3 separate regions of the Rattus norvegicus genome follow, and all the other regions are linked to region 1. A link is a contact called in public Hi-C data. All regions are on one chromosome and are shown on one strand. Each heading gives the region's core, a stretch centred on a gene start, on an enhancer-like site or on the middle of the called end of the contact. The rest is flanking DNA. Distances are from core to core; before and after follow the strand shown.

Region 1 (3,051 bases), core at 358-2,857:
ATAACTTGTGGGTATCACCACAACACTGAAGTAAGAAAAGATGGCCTCAAGCAGCTAGCTGGTTCCAGAGAAACTTTAAACAACCTTCCAGGACCACAGATAAGTGAGATTCCTCACCTCCAACCCCGGCGCGCGCGCGCGCGCACACACACACACACACACACACACACACACACACACACACACACACACACACACACTGCCCTTTGAGGGACTCACAAGGTTACATGTGTTTCTGCAGAAGCCATCTTACCCCTTCACTAAATGTAACTGAATTCTCTAAACAATTGCTATCTGTAATGTAAGGTACAATTTTATTATTTTTTTCTATTTCATATATTGTCTCAAGCTCCCTTTTCTCCATTGCTAGTTCTTCTATCTGGGTTGAAGATTTTCTGCTTCAAATATTGTTTGGTGAACTATTATAATTGTTTTCCTCCCTGGTGTTTTTTTAAAGTTTATTTAAAATTAATAGCAGCTCCCGCCTCTTTCTCTCCTTCCTGACCCTTCTCTCTCTGGAGATAGAGTCTTATGGATTTCCCATCGGAGTCAAATGTGCTATGTCCCCAAGGATGACCTTAAACTCCTGATCATTCTGCTTCAACCTCCTACTGTGGAGATCAGAGACATGTGTTGTTATGAAGTGCTGTGAATCAAACCCAGACCCTCTGCATGCTAGGCAAGCACTCTCCCAACAGAGCTACACTCCCAGTCTCAACAGCCAGTTCTGGCCTGGATCTCACAACCTCGGAACCTCTGTAGAACTTCCTACCTTGGCTCCACCTCAACTGCATTGACCTACTCACTTTCTCAGAACCCTGTCTGTGCCTGTTCCACAGGCAACAGTTCCCCAAGGAAGACCCATCTCACGTCCTCACCCAGGGTGATTAGATCTTTCCTTTAGCAATGGAGGAGCCACTGGAATGGTCCTTTGAACTTTCAGGAGGCCAGTGCTATCAGTACTCATGTTTAAATATCTTCTTGCCTTTACAACTCTTTGCTGCTCTTATAGGCACACGCTTTCTTTAGCATCTCTTTGTATCCTTATCACTCACAATGGAGCTGATTATATTTCACACAGGGAGGTGAAATACAAATAAGGTTGATCTATGGTAGCCCGTTATAGGTTGCACTAATATCCTATGCACACACACATTCTGTTTGGATTGCCATGGTCTTGCATTTGAACATGGAGTTGATGTCAGTAGGGGTTACAAGACAAGCTGTCAATCACCACGTGTGGTTGGAGTCATCACAGTATGACATCCACCGCTAACCACTGTATTGGTTTTCATCACCCTGTAGTAAACCAGTAGTTCGTTTTGGAACGGATTTTTCTGAGTAGTCTTTGTTTTCAAGTGAGATAAATCAGGCCACGTGGATCTGACCCAAGCAATTAGCATTCCATTTAAAAAAAATGATTCTGATGAGAATTTCTCTCCCAACATTTTGTAAACTGTGTCTGACGTTGATGCCTTTGGCAACTGGCTTGCGCAAGTGGGACACACAGACTCGGAAGTGTCTTTAAAAGGAAGTTTTCTGTTTGGTAATTGCTCAAGCACAGCCTGATGTTTGAACTCGAGGCTGCACTTTTCTTGTCTCTCCAGAGGAGGTCTCCCTGGGTCAGGTTTGGAAGAACATACAGTCACAGAGGAGGATCCTGTAGACATGTCCCTGGTCATGGCTGTTGGGTGGATAAGATAGTCAAGTCCTCCCACCATGGGATAGAACCCATTTATTTACATTTATTTCTGGCTTATGACTAGTGATAGATAGAGTTAGTTTCTACGTTAGGCGAACCATCTCAGTCTGTTTGCCTCTGATCGTACTCCTTGTAATTGCATATATTATAGCACGTCATGTCTTTTTGATAATTCTAATAGGAATTCTCATACCCTATAGATAGCTCCTTTTGTACATCATATAGCTTTCGAGATCAAGCATCAGTTGCCAGTCAGGAATGATTTAAAATATACGATTAAATCACAACCAGCGGTAAAGGTTGCTGAGTCCCAGACATGATTATGTCTTGTCTGGTAGAGAAAACATTTCTCCAACCTTTACATGAACCATGCTGGGAAGACTGGCAGCATCAGAAAAGGAAGAAGTTATGAAAGATTAAAAGATACTTCTAACTGAAAATTTTCTGTTTGATGATTCAGGGCTCTGCAGTGTTTGTGGGGCTGAAGAACTGTCATCATGGGTGGAGACTATTTTCATCAGCCCGGAAGGAAATCTTGTGGTCTTGAGCTGGCCTTCTTCTTGTCCCTCTTTGCTAGGCATTTTAGCAAACATACCTATTTCTTATCTCTACCAGCTTGTTGCTGGACATTTTTTTTTAAATGGACGTAATCATGTAATATGTTTTCGATGTGATTCAGACTATTATAACACAGTGTTTCAGGGTCCACCCAGGCATTGCACCCCGAGACTTCCTTCTTTTAATTTGTGGGTCATATCCCATCGTGCACATCTTATTTACCTTTCATTGGATAATGTCCATTTGGGTCAGTCTCATTGTTTAGTATTTGAAGAATGTCACTGTAGACATTTGTGAGCAGCTCTAATTGTCGCATGTTTCTGTCAGTGCTTGCTCTGCCGGTCTGATGAATGCCACACTAGCGGACAGAGTGCTGTGTCATTGTGGTCTTGATTTATATTTCCCTGATGTCTGTGATATTGCACAACTTTGGCATGTGCTTCTGGGACATTTTTATGTTTTCTTGGAGAAATATTTATTTTGATATGTTGCCCAGTTTTAAGAGGTTTTCTTTTTATCATTGGGTAAAAGGATCAAATACCATTAGTGAGTTCTGGTGAAGCACAAGAATGTGGAAGCCACAAACACCCTAAGGCCCACATGTTTATGTCTTATTAAGATACAGAGCAATGACAGAAAACAGTAGTTTATCTAGGGAACATTGTAATGTGGGAAAGGGCACTTACGTTATTTGTAAAACTTGACTGTAAAAATAGCCCTCTTTTTGTTTGTATTTCGCCACGGTATTTAACTCTTTCTGAAATTGTCAACAGAGACTTTTTATGTTTACA
Region 2 (3,051 bases), core at 400-2,899, 170 kb after region 1:
TGCACCAGGAAGCGCTACACCGCCCTCTCTGTCCGCCCTTTCTCTCCAGAAAAGCCAGAGCTACTTTTGCTTGGCATGTGGTGTGGATGTGATGGCTTGCTTTATGCATCATGTGGATTGGCTCAGGCACTGGCTCTGTGTCTGTGCCCGTGAGGACACTTATGGGTAACCTTAGCACTGGAATAGCGACTCAGTAAACTAGGCTGCTTTCTCCCGTTAAGTAGGTGTCATTTTGTCAGTCTACTGAGGTTCTGAAAAGAACAGGGAGCAGAGGAAAATACACCTCCTCCTGCTTGGGCACTGTTTGTCTTTGTGCCCAGACAAGCCACGGGTTCCACGGGATCTCCGGCCTTTGGTCTGGATGCAAAGAGTCTTCAACTTGCATGTGGAAGATCACAGGACTTCTCAGTTACCACAGTCCAATGAGCTATTTTCTCAGGTTCTTCGTGCTGATGACAGATAAAGCTTCCACCTCTTTCTCTAGAACGCCTCAAGAAATTAATAAACCTGTGTGGTCGTGAACAATTGAGAGTTGGGGTCATTCGTTATTGGGGTATAATTTGACATGTCTGAACTATATAGTGGGACTTCCCGAGATACAAAGAGGCAGAACTCAGAAGACTGCACCCTTTATTGAGTGACACCCAGCAGGGGATTTCTGCAGATCTGCGGATCCTTTGGGTGGGTAGGCTTCAACTTGCCCTTGGGGGTTGCATGCTGATGCCAAATGGTGTGTTCATACTCCCCTGAAATGCCACTTCTGCCATGTAAACGTTTGTTAACTCACTCAACAGCCCTATACTCACCTTTCACCTCTTAAGTTTTCAAACCATCACGTCCAGAGACTTTAATGACAGCTGTCCATGGGCATAGAAACACCAGTGGAGAGGGAGAGAGAGAGAGAGAGAGAGAGAGAGAGAGAGAGAGAGAGAGAGAGAGAGAGAGGAGAGAGAGACAGGAGAGAGAATGTGTGAATGTGTGTGTATCTGATGAACTCTGGCTTGATTTATACGTGGTTGTCAAAAACTATCTTCAAGAGTAGAATTGTACCCTTGGAAAATCCTGGAGACCCCTGTCTTAGCCACTTTCCTGTTTTTTACATTAGGAAGTTAATCTACATGTTATATTTTAAAAAGAAGATTTGACTATTTAAGATGCATTAAAAACAACCCTCCTAATTCCAGGAGGGCAGCAACACAGATCAATTAGAAAGGCCTCATTACTTTACAGCAGTCCAGACGCTGATAGGCACAAGGCAAGGACAGATAACTAAGCCATTGCTTTAGGGAGTGGGGAGGTCAGGCCAAAGAAGCTGTACTTGAAAAACAGCTCCGAGGTGTGCAAGGTCCTGGGTTTGGTCTTCAGCTCCAGGGGATGGGGGTGGGGGGAAAGCAGCCTCCATGAATACTCTGTCTGTCCCTGTTCCGCCTCTCAGTAAAGGCAAGTAGAGGAACCAGAGCAGTTACCCAGATAATTAAAGACAAACAAAATTGGTGTTCGTGACAGGTAATGCGGAGAACTTCCTCTACATTTACTTTGCCTCTTGGGTCAGCAAGAATCCGATCTGACTCACAGAAGCAACTTCAACAGGGCAAAGGCTCTCGGATGCTGTGTAATGCTTCATAGGAATTCCCCGACTCATCAATCTGGATGTCGAAACAGCTCTGTCAGATCTCACGGCCACGTTGTTCCCACTGGCTCATGGCAAACCCCAGCACTGCTACTGCGGTGAAATTGTTAAGCTGTTTGTGAAACTTCAGAAGACACTGGGTCTGGCAGCTCCTACTTGTGACGCTGTGCTGTGCTCTTACAGGGTGGGCGAAGGAGACCAGCGGTGGCTGAGGACAGGGCAGGACGATAGTGGGTGTCACCTCCCCGACTACCACTTTGCAGAGGAGAACAGGGAGATTCACTAATCACATGAGGCAATGCAAGAATCCTTAAACGTGGAGGGAAAGACATGACAGTGTGGTGAGCTGTGAAGTGTGCTGGCAGGAGGACAAACCTGAAGCTGTAAGGAAAGTTAGGCGAGATAAGACAGTCCCCAGGACAGTCCCACCCACCTCACCTCTAGTGGCAGATCAGGGAGATGGTTCAGCACTGGAGACAAAGCCCTTGTCACTCCTTAAGATCTAGATGGCAGTGGCTGGTCATCTTCCTGGCTTGAGAGGTCAAGTTGTTAAAAACTGACCTAGCGGGGGTGAAAGGAGAAGAGGTTGAGAAGAGAGAACAGCCAGAACGCAGCGAGCCTCCTCATCTTAGCATGTGTGAGAGAAGGCCCAGCTGAAGGCGGCAGGTTGCAGGAGGCCCAGCACAGGTAGGGAATCACAAGGTTGGGCAAAGACCTCATCGACCGAGAAAAACCCTGGAGTCGCTCTGAGCCTGTGTTCATCGGAGGCTCAGTCTCGGGAATTATCAATCTGCCTTTCACCTCTACGGAGCCTGACAGCCCACGTTCCAATGCTGAACTTGGCTCCTCTAGCGCCATCCACCTTACCCTCATCCCTTCAGCAGGTGATGGACACTCAGCAAGTCTTGGAAATGAAAAGATAGATCTCCTCCTGGTACCAATCTTAGTTACGTTGCTGGTTTTCATATCCTCAGTCAGGGTGGAAGAGGCCTCCCTTCCCCAGCAAACCATTAGTTACCCTTAGAGAGTAGGATCTGGGGAGTCTGCCCAGCCCACAGGCTGCACAGGAAGTCCGGGCAGCAGAGGGACCTGGTGTGTAAAACAGGGGAAAGAGTGAAGCCAGTTGTGGACGTCAACTGCTCCAGACTCAACACTAGCAAAGTGACCCTAGGAAACAAGACTCGAGTTTGTGGCCATTTCCAATGAAGTGGTTCACCACAGTGTGGAACTCCAGTTTCATGAGATCCAATTCCCTCCCTCTACTGACCTCTGTGGGACCTCTGTGAGCACTGGGCACACATGTACTACAGAGACATAGGTGAAGGTAAAACTCTCGGGCACAAAATTACATAAATCTAAAAGTAGTTAAAAAATAGCTAGATTACATAAAGAATTGCAAAAATTAAACAACAAAACCATCA
Region 3 (3,051 bases), core at 261-2,760, 150 kb after region 1:
TTCTGTGCGTGGAGTAGTGTATAATACTACATTACGTGAGGACACATGGGTACTCTGTGCGTGGAGTAGTGTATAATACTACATTACATGAGGACACTGTCATACAAGCACATTTGTACACTGAGAAGTCTGCATCCCCTTTCTTACCTTCCACTCCCTTTAGTCTTCTCTGTTCCTCTAGACTTGTTTCTGCTTTCATATCATATGTGGTTTGTATGATTCTAAAAATCTAGGACCCACATACAAGAGAAAACATTGGTGTTTCAAATCCTACCTTAATTCAAGTATTGTAAGCTTCAGTCGTGTCTGTTTTCCTGCAAACATAACCGCATTTTCTTTAATGGTGGAAAAGATTCCATTACGTACTGATGCAGGTCACCCCTTCCTCTGTAGTTGGGCGCCTGGGTCGGTCCCCGACTTACAGATCGTGAGTAGTGCTGCAGCAAACATTGCAAGTGTGCTTGTTGAGTTGACACGGGTGTGTGTTGGAGTTGATTGAAAGGCAGCATTCAGCATGATCTTACTGAAGAAGACATTGTAGACTGAGTGCTTGATTGCCTTAGAGATGTCGGTGGACACAATAAACACCATTGTGCTCTCTCCTCTCTGCACAGCAAAATGAAAAGGAGAGCTTGCTGAAGGAGCGAGATCACATTTTGTCAACGCTCGGGGAGACAAAGCAGAACCTTACCGGACTTTGTCAACAAGTGTGCAAGGAAGCCGCACTGAGTCCAGAGCAGATTCAGATCCTCGCCAAGTACTCAGCCTCAGACTGTCCGCTTTCTTTTTTAATTTCTGAGAAAGGAAAAAGTACTCCTGACGGCGAGCTTCCTTTTACTTCAGTTTTCAGTGTGTCTGACATGCCTCCAACTGCACCACCTCCCTGTGGGCGAGGGAGCACCGCGGCCCGCCAGGAGCTTGTGCAGGAGTCTCAGCCAACCACCACAGCCACCCCGGAGCAGGCCACGCTGTTGGAACCCTGTCGGCAGAGTGCTGGGATCTCAGACTTCTGTCAGCAGATGTCTGACAAGTGTACTACTGATGAGTAAGCCGCAGGAGTGTCCTTCAGCTCACGGATTCCCCTCTGACGCTCTGGCATTGTCTTGAGAGCCTAGTGTGGCTGTGTCTTAGCAGCCCTGCTTCCTCCTGGTAGCTTTCTATTGAGGGAATTTCTCTTTAAGGTGACCCTGAGTTCTCCTTGGTTTTCATAGGAGACATGACATGCTCTATCTCTTGAATGATGGGAAATTGTGTGTGACCAGGTAATAATTTCCTAGTGTTCAAAGTAACTACAGCAATAGAAGCCACAGTGTCCATCTCAACAGCTCAAAGCATCTGCATGCAGTCCTCCTGCTCAGAAAAAAGAGTCCCCCTAAGCCATACAGTGGGGATCTCCCCAGCAGTGCAGAGCTGTAATGTGGAAAAGAAATCACCTTTGAACTCCAACACTCTGCTCCTCAGCTCCTACCAAAGTCCAGCATGGGCTGGACCTGGTGACTCAGGCTGCCCTGGCCGGACCTAGTCAAAGGCCGCAGCTGGCCTGAGCTGGAGGCCTCTGCTGTCCTCAGTATTGACTAGGAGTTTTGGTTGCACAAACTAGAAAGTGTAACGTTCCCTGCTCTCGCTTCTGTTCCTCTCTTTAGTCTCCACCTTGTCTAGGCTGTTAGAAACTTTCTGTTCCCTGACTTTTCTCGTCCCCTGGAGGAAGAAGTTGGGATTTAGGCTGAAGCAGCCCTAGTGTGCATGATCTGGCCAGAACCGTCACTGCCTCTCCCTGGAGAGAGCTGCATGAGGATGTCGGTCATCTCATTGCAGGTCACTGATGACCACGAGGGCACTGGGGTCAAGGAGAGGGAAATGTCCACATTGACCGGAAGAGCGGCTTATTGGCATCCTGTGAAGACTGTGGTGTGTAAAAAAGCTGAGTTTGGAGGCAGACATGGCCCTGAGGCTCTGCTGGCATTTGAAACGTTAAAATTCCGTCTTGGTCCATTGTGGGTTTGCACTTGAGAACCAGATTTAATCCTTTTATTGTTTTTCCTATTCCCACACTTCGTACGGTGTAAAGGCACATACCCCAGTTTGACTTGGGCATTGAAAGATCAATCTTGTGTTTATTTAATGTTGGTAGAAATTGAATTGATAATAATCTGAACAGATAATAATCTGTTACCCCCCGTAACATTTTACAGTGATTCTTAGCCATTCTGGGACCTCACTCTGTAGACCTCAGCAGTGGAAACAAAGCCTTGTTTATACAGGTTCAATATCCCTCGTCAAGGAATGTGAGATGCCTTAAAACTGGAGATATTCTCAACACCGAGCTGTGGGACAACTAGTCCTGAACTCACGAGGGAGTTTGTAGTCAAAACAGATCATTGAACTGAGACTTTATATGCCTAGGGCACATAGGATCTCATTAGGACTTGGGGGAGGGTCTGTCCTCAATCAGGGGAGAGCCTGAATCCGCTTTGCATCAGACGTCTCTGACAGAGGAGTCCTGGTCGCTCCTGGGAGCGCTTGTAGAGTCCTTTGTCAGGGGAACAGTCCATAGGATGGCATCTCTCTGGGTCACATACCAGAGAGAGACACTTCACTGCATGCTGCATCTACTGAAGGGCGGAGGGATGGAGGAAGGGAGGGTCGGGCGGAGAGGGAGAGTGCACACTACCCTGAGTGGTATCCAGTCAGTGGCAAGCTGATTTTGCCATGAGAAGATACGGGGACCAGCAGCAATATTTCATGATTTCATAGTTAGCAGATATTGCCCTTTTCCCTTGGGGTGCAGCAAGGGAGGGAGGGTAGTATGTGTTTCATTTTGGAAGAGAAAATTAAATTGGAACTATTTTCTAGAAACTTCGAAAAGTCCACTCAGTTTGCCTGGGAGAGAGTGCTCACTGTGTGATAATGTATCCCATGTTACAAAAGAATTTGTGTGTGTGTGTGTATGTGTGCATATACACAGGCATATATACATACACACATGTATGCATACATATATACATAAACATGTATATATATGTATGCAAACATATATGTATACACATATGT

The links. A called contact is a pair of places that touch in the nucleus more often than the background predicts.
Region 2: a contact with region 1 is called in a Hi-C map of liver, with 6 times the contacts expected there. The contact joins two enhancer-like sites. A contact is called at or near these places in 10 of 12 Hi-C or Micro-C datasets (the A7r5 cell line, the Rat2 cell line, Schwann cells and 5 more).
Region 3: a Hi-C map of liver shows a contact between it and region 1, with 4 times the contacts expected there. The contact joins two enhancer-like sites. A contact is called at or near these places in 2 of 12 Hi-C or Micro-C datasets (both in liver).

The regions. Positions count from the first base shown.
Region 1 is chr11:40,309,249-40,312,299 of GRCr8, forward strand. All of the region lies in intron 4 of Map3k7cl (MAP3K7 C-terminal like), which reads left to right. Among named protein-coding and RNA genes, the nearest start is that of Map3k7cl, 33 kb to the left of the region's middle. Within about 2 kb of position 1,608, at least 15 of the 93 cell types and tissues checked have an H3K27ac peak or open chromatin away from gene starts, as enhancers often do. A contact at or near this core is called in the A7r5 cell line, hepatocytes and liver, where this site is marked.
Region 2 is chr11:40,481,837-40,484,887 of GRCr8, forward strand. No RefSeq gene overlaps it. Among named protein-coding and RNA genes, the nearest start is that of Bach1, 58 kb to the left of the region's middle. Within about 2 kb of position 1,650, at least 16 of the 93 cell types and tissues checked have an H3K27ac peak or open chromatin away from gene starts, as enhancers often do. A contact at or near this core is called in the A7r5 cell line, hepatocytes and liver, where this site is marked.
Region 3 is chr11:40,456,776-40,459,826 of GRCr8, forward strand. It overlaps Bach1 (BTB domain and CNC homolog 1), which reads left to right. Exons shown (of 5, transcript NM_001107113.1): 5 at 615-1,914. The coding sequence ends at 1,049. Among named protein-coding and RNA genes, the nearest start is that of Bach1, 33 kb to the left of the region's middle. Within about 2 kb of position 1,511, at least 16 of the 93 cell types and tissues checked have an H3K27ac peak or open chromatin away from gene starts, as enhancers often do. A contact at or near this core is called in liver, where this site is marked.